Regions from separate parts of the Danio rerio genome. Here region 1 is linked to region 2. The links are chromatin contacts, called in public Hi-C maps. All regions are on one chromosome and are shown on one strand. Each heading gives the region's core, a stretch centred on a gene start, on an enhancer-like site or on the middle of the called end of the contact. The rest is flanking DNA. Distances are from core to core; before and after follow the strand shown. Region 1 overlaps tbc1d32 (TBC1 domain family, member 32). Region 2 holds the start of gja12.2 (gap junction protein alpha 12.2).

Evidence for each region. A called contact is a pair of places that touch in the nucleus more often than the background predicts.
Region 1: a Hi-C map of an unstated tissue shows a contact between it and region 2, with 1.8 times the contacts expected there. The contact joins the enhancer-like site here to the promoter of gja12.2 in region 2. A contact is called at or near these places in 2 of 18 Hi-C or Micro-C datasets (skeletal muscle and an unstated tissue).

The regions. Positions count from the first base shown.
Region 1 is chr20:44,089,738-44,093,787 of GRCz12tu, reverse strand. All of the region lies in intron 22 of tbc1d32 (TBC1 domain family, member 32), which reads right to left. Among named protein-coding and RNA genes, the nearest start is that of tbc1d32, 31 kb to the right of the region's middle. Within about 2 kb of position 1,892, at least 4 of the 62 cell types and tissues checked have an H3K27ac peak or open chromatin away from gene starts, as enhancers often do.
Region 2 is chr20:44,026,243-44,030,447 of GRCz12tu, reverse strand. It overlaps gja12.2 (gap junction protein alpha 12.2), which reads right to left and starts at 1,466. Exons shown (of 2, transcript XM_005170194.6): 1 at 1,363-1,466.

The DNA of each region.
Region 1 (4,050 bases), core at 643-3,142, 63 kb before region 2:
TGAAAGTTTTTATTTATTTATTTATTTTTTAACCTTTTATGCATATCAGCATGTTGTTGGAAACCCCCAAAACCAAAATATGACCTTTTATAATGTATACTGTTATAAGGGCTTTTTAATTACTTGTGTTTTTATTAATGTTAATATATATCTCACAGCAGTAAAATCCATAATGACATCTGCCATTAATCAATAGTGAAAAATCACATTAGTAAGTATTGGTTTATGAATTCTGCTCAATGACACATTAACAGAAAAAAAACTATATATATATATGTTGGAAGAGTAATAAATCATGAAATCCCAAAGACATTCTGTATGTATAGTGACACATATCAGTTTTCGAAACATACAAGGTAGTGAAATGCTGGATGGTGAGGTGACAGATTTTGCAATCTAATGGTTTCAAACGATGGGATTCAATGCAGCTGAGCAAAGCTGATTGTCAAGGATTTTCAATGCAGCCTTTAAAAGGCACTGTCTGTGACGAAGGTTGAATCAGTGCAGCATCAGTGCTTCATTTGCAGTTAAAGACCAAGAGATTATCTTACACAAACATGCACTATCATCCAACAGCATCCTATTTTGTATTTTTATACTATGCGTTAAAAGTATATCCTTTTAAATATTTAGTACAATGTAATACGTGACACACTGACAACACTTTGACCTGTTCTAGCTTGAAAATGCAGAAACACCCTTTGTAAAAAGATGTAAGGAATACAAAGTGTGTGTTGAAAGCAATCAATTTATAAAATGTCATTTTTTTCTCTCATTAATATCCACTCATGGCTCATTAGTAGGCCTTACCTACTTGGTTATGTCTAAAACTCAATTGAATTTGTTCTTGATCATTAGACTTGATGTTTTAGTAGCTTCCATCTGTAACTAGTTACCTTGAAACGTGCCTTCACCCAAAACCAGTGGCTGTGAAGTCAGCGGCCTTAGCTTTCAGATGCTGCTAATGGACTGCGACTCTGATCACAAGGATGCGTGGGCTATCCAAAGCATAATAAATGTCAGATGCTTGGACGCTGATAATCTTAACAGCACTCAGCTCATCAAAGTCAGAGCATAGCCAGATGTATTTACTGTGGGCTGTTGAAAGATTCGGTGATGCAACACAAAGGGTAAAAGATGTTAGATTAGATTTGCAATAATAAGACTAGATTTTGGCAATCTATTTAGAAGTGAGAAACAAGTCAGCTATGGCGATAAGCCTTCTGTGTGTGACAGCTAAAATGACTCAATAAAAGTAAAGAACATGTAACTATTTAATTAAAAATGCCTACTGCTACATACTGATTTTTAAGTATACAGATTAAATGCATAACTAACAATCCTGATTAAATACATTTATTTTTTAATATAGCGCAAAGCCTTAAACCTGACACAAGAGGGCAATTTATACATACTCTAGAAGTCTGTAATGCTGCAAGTAGAAATAAATACTTGAGCTGAAGGACTTCAAAACACACCCAGAGTGACAGAAGGCATAAATTGCATGCTGTTTCGCAAAACAGACCATTCCATGTAAACACAGGAGTGTGAGATTTGTTTATACAGCACTTAAGTCTTCGGAGAGTCGTGGTTTTGTCATATCCTACAGGCCCACACCCAGGAACTCTTATTACTTTACACTCCTGTTCACCTCTTGAACCTTGCCATCCCAAAAGCCAGACATTTATAAAGGAGTCATTTATATCAAATCACAGATGTGCTGCACCTACAGGGTGGGTTTTGTTTTGCTACTTAAAAAAAAAAAATACATATATATATATATTTCAGCTATTTAAACCTACTAATGGAAAGCAAGTTTAACAGTTACCTTAAGAGTTGTTATCTTATGTAACTAGGCAATAATTCAAAAGAATGAACCTTGACTCATTTCAGCGTATTGATTTTTTTATTTATTTTTTGGCCAAGCTTTTGTAAACTGTGTAGATCAAACAATGTTTCTCGGAGTAGGATGGTCAATTCTAGTGTATGTGGGCAGGTAATAGGCTTGTGTGATTTTATATTATTATATGATATTATTATTTAGTGACTTAAAGCAGTTCATATCTTCTTTGGAAAGCAAAAGACTTATTGTCACCTTAGAATTATAAGGTTCTATCTGACATTTCAATTCTGTACAGGTAATTTCTATAGGAAAACATGTGATTGTAAATATCAAGTGGGGGCAAAACATTTATCCACGGTGATTTTGCAATGATTGTTTACATTGAATTCATCAGAAAGAACCTTGTTTGGAAATGACTCCTGTGCTTTTTACATCGATTCAGTATACAACAGACATACTGTCTCCAAAAGTTTGCATATTTGACTACATCTTCATCTAGGGAGCAGCTCTTTTTGATATACAACCACCCATTAACTGCATACCATCATACAGTATTAAAGTCCTTAACACAGTAGCAGCTGCATTGCAATGCCATGAAAATTTTTTATAAATCTTCACATTATCATGGTACTAGTACCTCCTCTTCTCCTTATTAATCTCCATAGATATATACACTATATATTACATACGGACTCTGAGTATGCTTCAAAAGTGCCACCACATTTGTACAGTGCTCCCAGGACAAAAGTCATTCAACCACACTAGTCAAGACCAAAGACTATGTGAAGATGCTGGACTTTAGTGCTGTATATGGGTGTAGTAATGAGCAAACAAATAAAACAAAGCATAAGGGCAGAACATTTCATAGCCAAGATTTTTACTTTTACATTTGTGTATGTTACGAAGTTTTGCACTCAACAAGTAACGTTATTTATGAAAATGCATTCTCTTACTGCACTGACCATAAGGCAAAGTAGCACCAACTTGCACTAAATACTAGGCTTATACTACTTTTGTTAAATAAAATCAGCAAACAACGTAAAAGAAATATGACAACAAGATGCTACGCAGCCAGAAACTTATATTATTGTTGGCTAAGTGAACGACTCGTTCATAATGGAGATTCTTTACCAAACAAATCACTCCCTCCATTAGAATTAGAAGTGAAAGAAGAAGAGGGGGTGTGTTTCAGGACACGGATTAGATCAAATTTAACAGGAAGGGGGATAATACATTTCCATGCACACAAACAATACCCGTGCAATCAATTATCCATCGATGTAGAAGAGTGATGTAAAATTATAATTTTCGTAATTTAAAAAAATATTTGTATACTGATTACCGGGAAAACTCCAGATCATAGATATATATGTGTATATATCTCTGGCTCTGGATGGCCAGTCCTCCACTGCAGCTTGGTCCCACATTCTTTTCAAAGGAGCGCTACCCTGTACAAAAATGGCGGCTCTATTGACGTTTTCCTTCCAATAGACAACAGGGTAGGCGACATCTAATGTAAATATCTATGAATAATCTCTGTCTGATCTCACTCCACTAGCAACTAATTATGGCCAAAATCCAATTCAAAGTCTTTAAAGACTACCACTAGAAAATCTCCTTTCTAACTTAAACCACTACTACAAATGTATGCTCCCTCCTGCCAGCTCAGGTCACTAAATCAGTGACAATTTACTGTTCCTACACAACAAGGCAAAACATCACTCACTAAAACCTTTACCCTTTCTGGTGGAATTAGATGTCAACTTCCAAGAAAACTGCTGAAGTCATCATATCTTCTGAGAAGCAACTGAAAACACACTTCTTTCAAACTCTCAAAACAATGCACATGCACGCACACACACACTAGGGCTGAACAGTTTATAGTTTGAGAATCGATATTGCAGAGTATGTCATAATGAGGAATTAGATTATTTATTAAATATTAAAATATAACAATATTAATAAGTATTATAGGTTTTAAACTATTTATAAAATTATGACCTTATTATTTGACATTTAATTGTTTAATTGCTGTATTTTTAATACTGTTTGACTCCCCAGAAAACCAAAGCACTGTTTACTTTACTTTTATCTTTGCTCTTTTGTAATTATATATTGGTGTAATGTATTATATTTTACACAGATAGTGAATCTGTGCAAAGAAAAATACTTGATCATCCCAGACAATCTAAATTAATGAATTAATT
Region 2 (4,205 bases), core at 217-2,716:
ATCCATCCATCCATCCATCCATCCATCCATCCATCCATCCATCCATCCATCCATCCATCCATCTATTATATGTGTCGTTAAAATGCATAAATACATATTTAGAAATACATCTATAAACTATAATAAAATATAGATATTTATAAGCATATATTTATATGTAAACTATATAGTAAATATTACACATGAAATGTATTTTTCATTTATTTTTAATCATAAATAAAGCTATGTATGAACAAATATTTACTGTTTTTCTCAGTCGCTTTGGTTCGTTTCTCACAACACCAGTGCATTTCTGCACAACAGTTAATGCATTTCTCAAAACAATTAGTTCAAACTGCAAAACCTAGCTGATAACCTGCAAAAGCATGTCACATGCTCAAAATGGATAGTTCATTCCTCAAAAGCAAGTATTCATGTCAATCAAATTGTAAGTATTATCAAAATGAAAAGTCCTGACACTATTGTTTATGAACAAGATAGTCAAATGGCTTGGTCATGTTTTCATTATGACAATTACTCTGTACAATATATCCAATGCAAAAAAGTCAGATTTTGGTGACACTTCCTGAAAATGCCCAAGACAGCACTATATATTATTAGCACAGCCATTTGAAAACTACAGTAAAGTTAGACATCACTGCATTTAGTGAGGTATTTGAGTACAAGACACTGAATCTGTATGTTTCCCATTTTTACTGCATTTGCTCTTTGCAATTCTAAGTTATTCACAGCGTTGTGCAAAAGAATTAACACACCCTTATTTACAACAAACATAAACTTCCTTTGGGTTGAGCTGTGCACAACTGTAAACAATATTGCAGAACATATTGGAACTGAACCTACAATATACATAGGTCTGTAAATCATTCATGAAACTGTTCAATTTTTAAGACATTTTCAGGAAAATAAATATTTACATTTTTTTATAAAATATGCTGGAAAGATTTTGACAACTAGTTCAACATTGTTTTATGTAATGACTCAAGTAATGAAATGAGGACTATTAGTTTTATATGAAATGACTATTCAGCATTTACAGGTTTAGTTAATTTTAACTGACATGACATAAGCAGATGATAATGTTATAAACAGCAGAGAGTTGTATGAAAGCAATTGATGCTTGTCCAAAAGCATCTGCAGTGTGTTGGAAGGAATGAGAAACTGCTACTAGGATGTGCACAAATGACTAATTGTTTTGAGAAATGCATGAGCTGTTATGCAAATGTAAATAGTGTTGTGAGAAATGCATCAAAGCGACTGAGAAAAACTGTAATATCCATTCTTTAAATAAAAAGACATACAAATAAGCATTATTACTGTGTTTTGTTTACGTTTATTGAAAAACTGAAAAAAAAACCTTACCTTATGATGACAAATAGTAAAAACTGCAAAACTTTGTCTTTAATAGGGTGCAAGTGAAAAGATCTTCACTCTTCATGATCTGATGTCCAACAGGTTTTGTAATTTTTATAAGTGTAGCTTTCATTTAGTGTCCACCCACAAAAAAAAAAAAAGAACACTTTGGAAGACTTTTAGTCATTTAGCACGTACTCACACACAAACACACAAACACACACACACACACACACACACACACACACACACACACACACACACACACACACACACACACACACACACACACACACACACACACACACACACACACAGATTTACATCACTCCAGAATTTACATTGTCCAGCATTGACCCAAGATGTTGCAATGAAACCACAAAAAAAAAAAAAAAAAAAAAGAGTTAAAAGTCACCACCCACATGGTCACAAGAAAAGTGATGAAACAATGGTTTCCATAGACAGCACTTTTTGAAGTCACGCAAACACAATGCTAAACAGGAAAGATCTGATAGACTGAATTTCAAACATGTTTGTTTATTTTATGCTGGATTACTGTTATTATTATAATCATTTGTACAGATTAATACAATAATATTTCAATATAACATTTGTGTAATATTTATCTATACAATATATATGTCTGATTATATATGAACAAAGCATGTGGTCAAAATGATAAATAAAAATACAACTTCCTCCAACAAATATGTAAATATGCATGTTCACATTGAGACTCTGTATCAAACTTAAGAGCATGGGGCTTTCTCATACTCTGTGCCTACAGTATATAGACTGCATTACCCATAAGCATCAGAAATGCCCCTTCTCTGGACTGTTTTAAGAAACTTCTTAAGACTCATTTGTTTAGCATTACTTTAAATCTATAATGATCATCTTGTCAACTTATTCCTTGCATTTTTATTGTTTATATATTTTTGTAATGTTTTACTGTTTTCTTCAATCTTTTCACGATAGCATGAACCACACTACACTTTGAGCTAGACTTTCTTGTAGGGAGGAAGGGGATTGTAAGAGAACAGTGGGATGAAGGGGAAGGGAAGAAAGAGGATGAACAGTGAACAGGTTGATCGGGTGTCCTACGATGATGCCCAGAGACTCAGAGTGGGGGTACCGTCTCTGTAATATTTTGGTAGAGTGATTGGACCCCCTGATTCAACCTAGGAGTTAAAAGAGTGTTGTTGTGAATCGAAAATGAAAAAATAGAGGGAGGGAGGGTGGGTTCGAAAGAAGGAGAAGAACAGTGCTAAAGGGCTGGTCTGCCTTAAATAAGTTTTATCGAGTAGGTGAATGGTTATGGAGACAAAAAGTGGTGTGGTTCCACCGCAGAACCTTCATTAACAAGTTAACTAAATTTACCTTCACCCTTCCAGCTGCAACCTATCACTGGGAAACACCCATACACTCTAATTCACACTCATACACTATGTACAATTACTGTAGCTACAGCGCATGTATTTGGACTTTGGGGGAAACCGGAGCACTCAGAGGAAACCCACGTGGGGAGAACATGCAAACTCCACACAGAAATGCCAACTGACCCAGTCGGGGCTTGAAACAGTGACCTTTTTGCTGTGAGGCGATCGTGCTACCCATTACGCCACCGTGACCTCCTATTATTATTATTATTATTATTATGTTAACATGCACGTCTGTTAACTTATACCCTTACACCACGGCCATTTCCTACACTTTCCACCATAATTAAGGTAGAAAATTGGATAACATGATTTTTTTTCTTGGATTTTTATAAAGTTAACAAAATATAGTTGTTCTCACACGTACCAAATGATACAATGTGGGCACCCCAAATAAGCATTTGACCTAAAGGTATAGTTCACCCAAAAACTGGCATTCTGTCATCATTTACCCATCCTTCACTTATTTTAAACGTGTTTGAATTTCTTTAATCTGTTGAACACAAAAGAAGATATTTTGAAGAATGCTAAAAACCTGTAACCATTGACTTCCACAGTATTTGTTTTTCCTACTATGCATGGTCACAGGTTTTCAGCTTTCTTCAAAATATGTTCTTTTGTTTTCAAAAGAAGAAAGTAACTCATAATGGTTTATAACCACTTAAATATTAAATACATTTTCATTTTTGGGTGAACTACCCCTTTACGTATAGATTTTATGACACAAACCATTAAAATAAAACAATTGTCACATTTTGCGCACATGTGTGTATGTTTAGTATGCATGGTAACAGTAAATGGGTTATAGGGATTTGTGTTAGAAGAAACGAGAAGTGAAGTGTCTGCTGTTTAAAATCCAAGCCTGGTGTTTGGGAAGCAACTGAACCATGTCGGTCTACGTGCTAGATGTGATTTAAAGTAGTCTATTTCATACTTTAAAGAAGTAGCTATAGTTTACGATTTTTACAAAAGTAGATTCATTCATTTATTTTTCTTCAGCTTAGTCCTTTTATTCATCAGTGGTCGCCACAGTGGAATGAACTGCCAACTTATCCAGCCGTATATTATGTATAGCATATATGTTTTACACAGCAGATGCCCTTCCGGCTTCAGCCCAGTACTGGGAAACATCCATACACACCCATTGACACACATACACCGTGGCCAATTTAGTTTATTCAATTCACTTATATCGCATGTCTTAGGACTATGGGGGAAGCAGCAGCACCCAGAGGAAACCCACGCGAACATGAGGAGGCAGAAATGCCAACTGACTAATTGTCAATAAATCAGGTGAATCTACCATGTCTGTGCATGAAGATCAACTGCTGGAGATTGCAAATGGCGGCAGTCTTTTAGGGGCCGTTTGCATATCGCATCTTTTCTAGAGTTTGTGCATGTTTGTTATTTCCA